Regions from separate parts of the Mus musculus genome. Here regions 1 and 3 are each linked to region 2. A link is a contact called in public Hi-C and HiChIP or PLAC-seq data. All regions are on one chromosome and are shown on one strand. Each heading gives the region's core, a stretch centred on a gene start, on an enhancer-like site or on the middle of the called end of the contact. The rest is flanking DNA. Distances are from core to core; before and after follow the strand shown. Region 1 overlaps Babam2 (BRISC and BRCA1 A complex member 2). Region 2 overlaps Babam2 (BRISC and BRCA1 A complex member 2). Region 3 has its middle 13 kb from the start of Gm36732.

Region 1 (2,891 bases), core at 109-2,608, 170 kb before region 2:
CGGGCCCTCTCAGAGTTCTAGATGCTGAGCTGTTACCCTTCTTTGACCAATTCTCTTATTTTCTGGCCAAAAAGAATGTAGGCAGCCTGGTGTGGCTGGTGTGGTGATATCCCCAGGATTCTAGCACTTGGGGCTGAAGGCAAGAGAATCAGAAATTGAAATCCAGTTCTCTCTCTCTTCCCCTCTCTTCCTCTCTCCCTCTCTCCCTCTCTCCCTCTCTCCCTCTCTCCCTCTCTCTCCCTCTCTCCTTCTCTCTCTCCCCCTACCTTCCCCTCTCTCTCTCCTTCTCTCTCTCTCTCTGTGTTTGTGTGTGTGTGCATGTGTGTATATGCCCATGTGTCTGTCTGTCTGTCTGTCTTTATGTATGTATGTTTAAATTAAACAGAACTCTTTTCATCCAAAGTAGGAGATATCCATGGTTTCTTTACTCTGTTTTAGTTCCATTATTTTTCAGAAGACCAAGACCAAGTTATAGTCTGGATATGGAAATGACCTAGCAACCTGAACAGCACAGGGATATTTTCTCAGATGTTCCAAAGATGTTTTTATTTGTAATGATCAATTGTAATAAAACTGAGCCAACCTGAAATTGTTTATATTCATTGAAAGCAAGGAAACATTGAGACAAAATAACAGAAACCCAGAGTCTAAGATGTGATCTTGAATATTGCTGTGGGGAAAACAAAACAGCCCATTCACCAGGTTGTCGGTAACTTGAAAGTCAAGCACAGTTGTGTTTTTAGCATGTTCTGTTTCTCACCTAGAAGTTACCAGTGTAGCATTTCTAGGAAGGCACAATTGCATTCTTATCATAATGCAAGGAAATGTGGGGTGGTTGTTCTCTGATGTGGTTGAAATTGACATCACATAACTAAATGATTTATGATTTTTATTAAAAGCAGACGTAGTAGAAGAGGGAATGCTTGATGTCATCTGAGTTCTGTTAGTGGTTGAGAACAGGAAAGATATCAGGTTACACTTTAGTTCCACTGTCAGCTTTGCCCCAACCCAGACCTTGGGCAAGTTGCTTGTTTCTGTCTGTATATCTTATTTGAAATGAATGTAATACCTAGGTCAAATTGTATCTTTGAGGAAGAATGATGATAAATCTCCAGATGATAATAGTTGGTGCATTCTCTGGTTGGTTGTTTTTTTTGGTTTGGTTTGGTTTGGTTTTTGGCATATAGGGTACTTTATTAGTTAATTCTGTCCTTCAGTAATCTGGTCAACCCAGCAGCAGCTAGAAGTAGTGTAGGGTTCTCATTTGGAGACATGTTCCCTAGCTCTTTCCTTGACTCCTTGACTCCTTTATGTAGTTCAGCTCTGGTCCTATGTGGAAACTGGCTTCACCTTCTCTCAGTTTTGCTGACTCACTGTGAAAATACAAAATCCTATTCCTTTGACTGCCTGCATCACTCTCCTCTAGAAACCTTGCTAATTCCATCAGTCCAGGGCTTGTTTCCATTTCATATGTGTCCTCAGTACCTGGGTCATAATTTCTCCCTACCCTCTGCTGCTGTTCTCCATAGTTTATGACACATACGATGCTGGTTCATCATTGGTCCAGCCTGCCAGTTTCTCTCTATCTCCACGTTGGCTCTCTGCCCTCCCATTTCTGCCTACCTTCTCCTAACCCTCTTGTTTCTGAAGCCCTAGTACTCTTCTCTGCTTAGTAAGTCTCAAACCAGTGCCTCTTCCACACTTCCACATCTTGAGCCACTTCTGGACTTTAGCCTATCACTCATGATCATCTGCCTAGCAAGTCTGTACGTCAGCCCCACGCCCATAGCCCTCCTAACTGTCCACCTTGTTCACTGTGGTTGACACCACATGCTTTGCCCCTTTCTGTAATCTGACGGTTGAACATGGGAAGAAATCCTTAGAGACATACTAATTTGCTTCCCTAAAATTTGTGGTTCCCATTTTGTTTGGGACTCTTATTATGTCTGGGCTTTACAAACCTGATTCTTTAGCACATTTTCTTCAGCGACTATTAAATGTTTTCCATTTTTCCCTATATTTCCAGTTCTAACTAGAATCACTCTCCCTCTTTCTTGGAAGATTGTTTCCACTCTCCCTGAGTGATGGCTGCTCTTTGCTGCTGTGTGCTCTCGTGAGCAGAATGTTGTACATGTGCATTGTGTCCATGAGGTCTGGCTTAATTTCAAAGTAACAAGACTAATGCTTGTCTTTATCCCAGGCTTAAAAGGTAGCCATCTTTGAAATAAATGCAACTCTTCATTTGCATGCCTATATTTTATCCTTCAGTGATCTGCATTTATTGAGTACGCTGTATTGAGAAAAATTAGAAAAGGAACAGCAAAACCCCACACGCAGCCCATGACACAGATAGATAATGAAGGCAACAGAAGTAGTAATTGGTTATCCGTTTCCTTTTGTTCTTTCTGAAACTAAGGAACTGAGTAAGTCAATGTGGAAAGCAGTGTTTCTCGTACAAGTGTGCCCTGGTATCTTCATTTTGGATAGAAATGCTGGTACCTTATATATGTGCTATTCACATTGATGCTTGTTGCTGGAGAAAGTAAGATAAGAGGTTTGATCCACTGAAGGAATTTGGGCCGCCATGTTGTAGACCCAGACAGAGCTGAGCTAGTAGTTTAGAGGCCATAGTTGATGATTGTTTGGCCAGAGACTCTTCCTCCATCTCATAGTCTCTCAGTAAACCATATAAAAGAAGAACTTAGGGTAGTGCTAAGTGTCCCATCTCTAATACTTTCCCAGTCCGATCTAAGTGTTTATCTTAAAAGAAGCGTGTGTATCCAGGCACTCCCAGTTTCATTTTATATAACTTACTATGAGAAACAAATGAAATGAGTTCTTTTTTATTGAGGCTTTAAAAGCACAGAAGGAAGATGGTCCTTGTAGAATGC
Region 2 (2,700 bases), core at 121-2,620:
GAGTCAGGAAGGACTGGAGTGACTCAGCCTCTGCCTGGCTGGAGCCGTCAATGGGCTTTGTAGCCTATTTCCTGGGGACGTTTTCAGCTAAATCAATGATTTCATCATTCTATCCCTAAGCACCCTCAGCAGCTAGTTGCGACTGTTCACGTGACTGTCTGGGTGAGGCCAAGAGGTCTGACCTCTGACAGGAGAAGCTGGGACAGTGGTGGCAAGTGTTAGGCTTGGTGGTAGTAGGAAGTTTGTTCCTTTCCAGTCTCCCCAAGTAAGCCAGAGTGTGAGTGAGTGGCACTTTGGTATCTGAGCAGCTTTGCCTCACTCGTGAAGAGAGGAGCTCCATGGAGACAGCCGCTTCCTGCCCCTGGTTGAATTCATTGTACAGGCTGGGGTAGGAAGACAGCGAGTTGGCAATGGAAGTCTCACCAGGCAATCTGAAGACCAGAGGTCAGGCCTGAGCGTCAGAAAGTAGCCAAGTGGACAGGTAGAGTGCCAAGGCTTAGTGTATGTCTCTAGGATCCAAAGATGAACATTTAATGCATACAAACTTATTGGCGCAGCTATGCCTTTTATCAAAAAAGTCATACATTTACAGTCCAGAATTGTTAAGAAAATAGAATTATCAAGAGATGTCTTTCCATAGTCAATATGTTCTCCTTACTAAGAGAAACGTCTTTAGCCTAAAATATTAAAATTCTAGCTCTCATATGCTGGTAGGAATAGCTTTACTTATTTGACTGACTGACTGATTGATTGATTAGCAGGATTTCTAGTCCAGGGTGGCCTCAAACTCATTAGGTAGCCTAGGACGACCTTGGACTTTTGATCTTACAACCACACCCAAGTTTATGCAGTGCTGGGCATGGAACCCTGGGTCTTATAAATGCTAGGCAAACCTTCTGAAAAACTGAAAAACATCTCAAGCCCAGGGATAGCTTCCAGTGAATTCCTTCCCCACAAGCTCTATTTACAATCCTGAACATCTCAAGCATTGGGTACATTATGTTTTTTTTTTTTTCCTAAAAAAAAAAAAATGTTCCCTGAAACCTTCTTCCCTTCTCCTTTCCCCAGTTCACCAAATTCTTATCTGAAGCTTGAGGGAGAAGAAAATGGGGGCTAATATGACAACAAGATTTGTACCTTCACAAGTAAATATCACAACTGAGCTGGGTAACTACTTGTGGAAGCTTGTTAGGTCACAGTGACTCACTTGCGTAGATGAGGTTATTTTTAGAGCTGTAATTTGTACTGTTTAGAAAAGAAGAAAGAGATGGTAAAAGGCTAGATAGCTCATTATAGTTTACAGAGCTCATGAACCCAGCATCCATGCAAAAGATGACTAAGCAAGGGGTCGGGTGGTACTTTCTCTCAGAATTTCACAGACGTGAGTCATCCACTTCAGCCTGCAGACACAGCATCAGGTACCTGTGACTCAGCTCCCATTTAGACAGAGCACTAGAATTCAATTCTGATACGCTTTTGTAGCTAAGTAGTGAGGAAATTACATAGCAAAGCAAAATAGGCCTTTGTACCAGGCAGCCATCCAATGTTTAAGCAAGGACTGATTGATCTTCGTCTCTGGTCTTTCAAAGAATCTGTTTATGATCCATGCTAGGTGATGTCTTTTCATTCTGCTGCGTCACACTGCAGTGCATCTCACCACACTGGCTCTTCTGACCCAAGTATTCAGTCTCACAGCTTCTCCACTCCCATGTCCAGCCAGCACGTCCTAAAACCAGGAGTGTGTGTGTGTGTATGTGTGTGTGTGTGTGTGTGTGTGTGTGTGTGTGTGTGTGTGTAAATCTTTAGCCTACAATATTAGCATATTAGTTCTCATGAGCTGCAAAAAAACAAAACAAAACAAAACTTCCAAAGGCTTTCCATTCCACGTTTACCTATGGTCAGAGTTATAAGAATATAATAATATTTTCTTCAAGTGTTTTTCTTTCTTTTTAAAAAATAAGTTCCCTTGTGCCCCAGGCTGCCTTTAAACTTACTCTATAACCAAACTTGAAGTCCTGATCCTTTTGTCTTTCCCTCTGAGTTCTGGTATGATCAGCACATGCCACTACCCCTGGCTTTAAAATGTTTTTTTCATGCTTAAAAAATTATACAACTACTCATGCACATAAGATTTCTCTGTAGATGAGCAGCCTGGTCAGTGCAAGTGTACATTCATCCAACAGGCTTTCTCTCTCTTCTCAGATGCTGAGCTCTGCTAGCCCAATTGTCATCAAGGCATAGCCTCACACACTTAGCTCCTGTTGTCACTTAATTACACAGTTTATTTAGAGTTAAGTCCTTAGAGTGTAACCTGTCTGTTTATATGTACAGAAAGTGGTCCCTTTCAGTTTGCAGACCTATTATTGGATTGTTTATAGCCAACAATAAATGTAACTATACTTATCAATGAAACATCAACAATGATTGCAAAAAGTAAGTACTTCAGAAAGAGACAGGATGTTTTCTCCCCTTTGCCTGCCTGTCCCAAGCCACTTGCAGCCATTTCTGACACTTGGCAGCTGCCTCTTTTACCATCTGTCGTCTTTGCTCCAAACCTGCTGTGTCAGTAGTACTGTTACCAGGAACAGCAGAACATGCACAGGCTAATGTCCTATTGTCACGGAAAGCCCTATGTATATTTAAGTCAACTCAGCAAACATTGAAATGTATGCTGTGAACCTAACCCTGGAGTAGGCCTGG
Region 3 (2,700 bases), core at 175-2,674, 160 kb after region 2:
AGACAAGGCAGGGGCTTGGAAGAGTGGATTGTGGGCTTGCTGGTAAGGGATTTGGCATTAAGACACCTGCACCTCGAAAGCATCCCTGGTTCTAGGATAGGCACACACACACACACACACACACACACACACACACACACACACACACCAGAAAATGGATTAGCACCACTTGTAGCAGCGCACAGCACACGCCTGTAATGATCCAGCTTGTGTTGACTAGACGGCTCAGCCTATGATGGCACTTACCACTAAGCTGGACCACCTGAATCTGAGCAAGAGACCCACATGGTAGAAGGAGAGATCCAGTTCCCACAAGTTGCCCCTCTGACCTTCATCTGTAGGTGTACCCCTATACAGAATGTAGAGAACATACACCTGTTTGCCCAGCATACACAGAGACAAATAGATACATGCAATTAAAAAAAAAAAAAAAAAAACCAAGTGTTTGGGAGCCTGAGGCAGGAGAATTGCTATGAGCTACATAGTGAATTGTTTTGGGTTTTTTTTAAAGCAGCTTATAAAGCTGGAAAAATATTAAAATATTAAAAATTCTGAATAAACCAAGAAAGATAGATCTATCCATAGATGTTTCTTGGCAGGTTCTTGAGGGGACCTCTAGCAGTGTGACCATCCCCACCTTCTCCATTCCTTTCCCAGTCTGTGTCCTCAAGCAGCAACAGTGAGTCCTGGAGAGTGGCAGTTGGGACATCATCTCCCTCCCCATCCCCCAGGTCTGCCACCAACCCTGGCACATAGTTGATGCCTCGTAGGCAGCACTGTGTAGTCGATTCTCCAAACTGGGACACCGCAAGAGGTGGGATGTTAGTAATCATTGGGTCAGGACAACAGTTGTCGTCTGGAACCATATTGGACAAACAAGTGACAGTCTGTTCTCTACCATATGCATAGATGTCTGTCTGTCTGAATGAGGTTCTGTCTGACACTCTGACTTCTATTATACAATGACTTGCTTCTTTGCCAAAACAGTCATCTGCGTTAAGTGATGCCCCCTTGTGTCTTGATGCTCATCTCTGCCTACTGCAGAGAGAGGCATCTCTCTACACAGAGAAAATTGGTAAGGCTAAAAACATCTCCAACCACGTGCCATGGTGGGAACTGCTGTATGTTTCATCAAAGTCAGAGTGTTCTAAGCCTACTGTGAAGCCCACAGTAGGGCCTGACAGGAGGCTGGCCAGGCTGGGTAGACTGGGACTAGTTAGTGTCTCTCTTCCCTCCTGGACTCTCATGTTTAGTTGGGCTCTCTCTGTTGGGCAGATGGAAGAGATGGACCCAGCTGGGTTGTAGTAGGCCTGAACAGAGCTGGAGCTCTAAGGAAGCTGTCTGGGCACTTCCTCAGCTAGTCTCCACCTATCCTACCATGGGACCAGTGCCTTGCCAGAGACAAGCCAGACAAACACAGCTCACTGCTGCCCTCTGGTGTCTGATTCTTCCGGCCCCGTTGCTCCTCTAGGGACAGCCACATGATGCTGTCTCTGAGCAGGGCCCATGAGCAGTCACCCAATGTGAGCATGAGAACGATAGTCTGTCAGTACTGATTCTGAGATAACAGACGTAAGATGGGACTATTCCAGGCTGGGTGAGCATATGGTTATCCCGTCTAGGCTTAGAACCATTTCGCGGTAGCCTCCAGAACCATCTCAGGGAACTGCCTGGTGAAGTCACCAAGTCACAACACATGTAAGTGCTTAGCAGGAGCATGAAAGAGTAAGAAGTCACTGGCTAATGTGGTCAGTGGTTGACTATTATCCTCTCTTAGGAGTTGCCGGCATCCTGGGAGCCCATTTCCAGCTGTTCGGATGGGATAAGCTGCACCCAGAGCTATCGATAAAGCAGGAGTGGGGGGATCTGGTCTTTGGGTGGACTGAGGTGGGTGCTTCTGGGGCTCAGTCATGTGGCATGAGCAGTAAACCCAGCAGTCTGGCCTGTGAGTGGTCCAGACACCTTCCCTCTGGAAATTTGGGGCCTTGCCAGGACAGGGGATAGACAGGGAAACTTCATTCTCACTGAGATAAGGGCATTTTTGTGTCCGCTTTTGTAGTGGTCCTCCTGTCCAGTAGCTGTGTCCCAGTGCTAACTGGGGTGATCTTTGCCCTGCTGAGTGGCCAGCAGGTGTGGGTGAGCCTCTGTCCCTGCCTTCCTCTTCACATTCTGCCCCCCATCTCCTCCTCATGGCCTCTAACCCCATCAACCTCAGGCCTCTGGTAGGACAGCCTCAGGGCCTTTGCTAAGCTGCTGGTCCCCCGGGGATCTCTGGTAGGGATCAGTGCAGGATGACCAGCGGCTGTGCCACTCATAAAAGCAAGTGGGGTTTGGTACAGGTACAGAGCCTTGAGCCCCACCCTCTGAAGCTGCCAATTACAGGGAAGGTGCCAGTGACTGAGGCCAGGGTAGAAGGACCAACTCAGACATCGAGCAGGAGATGAAGGTGCCTCAGGGACAGGACACAGAAAGAGGAAGGACAGAACTCATAGGGTCCCCATATGGGTCTCAAAAGGCAGAGACAGGAGTCAGGGACTGACAGAGATCATGGGCTTCCAGGGGCAAGGGTTCGGGGGCAGAGTCTGGGTGGCTGGGACAGTGTGTGTAAGTAAGTAGGTTTGATTCAGAGGCTTGTAAGGACTTTAGCAAAGGCAAGAGGAGGACGCACAGCTTTAGAAAGAATTCTTATGGTCTAGGAGA

Evidence for each region. A called contact is a pair of places that touch in the nucleus more often than the background predicts. HiChIP or PLAC-seq counts read pairs in DNA pulled down with a chosen protein or histone mark.
Region 1: a Hi-C map of embryonic fibroblasts shows a contact between it and region 2, with 2.8 times the contacts expected there. The contact joins two enhancer-like sites. A contact is called at or near these places in 5 of 484 Hi-C or Micro-C datasets (embryonic fibroblasts, muscle stem cells and uterus), 1 of 115 datasets of contacts at active chromatin or transcription factors (fibro-adipogenic progenitors) and 1 of 9 other capture datasets (adipose tissue).
Region 3: a contact with region 2 is called in a FOXA1 HiChIP or PLAC-seq map of pancreatic cancer cells. The contact joins two enhancer-like sites. A contact is called at or near these places in 11 of 39 promoter capture datasets (the 3T3-L1 cell line, 3T3-L1-derived adipocytes, cranial neural crest and 6 more), 18 of 484 Hi-C or Micro-C datasets (the HL-1 cell line, the N1E-115 cell line, Th2 cells and 9 more), 5 of 115 datasets of contacts at active chromatin or transcription factors (bone marrow-derived dendritic cells, embryonic stem cells, fibro-adipogenic progenitors and 2 more) and 1 of 9 other capture datasets (adipose tissue).

Annotation. Positions count from the first base shown.
Region 1 is chr5:31,859,688-31,862,578 of GRCm38.p6, forward strand. The region is part of intron 6 of Babam2 (BRISC and BRCA1 A complex member 2); the gene reads left to right. Among named protein-coding and RNA genes, the nearest start is that of Gm52770, 140 kb to the right of the region's middle. Within about 2 kb of position 1,359, at least 58 of the 459 cell types and tissues checked have an H3K27ac peak or open chromatin away from gene starts, as enhancers often do. A contact at or near this core is called in embryonic fibroblasts and muscle stem cells, where this site is marked.
Region 2 is chr5:32,034,566-32,037,265 of GRCm38.p6, forward strand. All of the region lies in intron 10 of Babam2 (BRISC and BRCA1 A complex member 2), which reads left to right. Among named protein-coding and RNA genes, the nearest start is that of Gm52770, 37 kb to the left of the region's middle. Within about 2 kb of position 1,371, at least 115 of the 459 cell types and tissues checked have an H3K27ac peak or open chromatin away from gene starts, as enhancers often do. A contact at or near this core is called in the HL-1 cell line, the N1E-115 cell line, adipose tissue and 7 more, where this site is marked.
Region 3 is chr5:32,196,482-32,199,181 of GRCm38.p6, forward strand. No RefSeq gene overlaps it. Among named protein-coding and RNA genes, the nearest start is that of Gm36732, 13 kb to the left of the region's middle. Within about 2 kb of position 1,425, at least 115 of the 459 cell types and tissues checked have an H3K27ac peak or open chromatin away from gene starts, as enhancers often do. A contact at or near this core is called in the HL-1 cell line, the N1E-115 cell line, adipose tissue and 7 more, where this site is marked.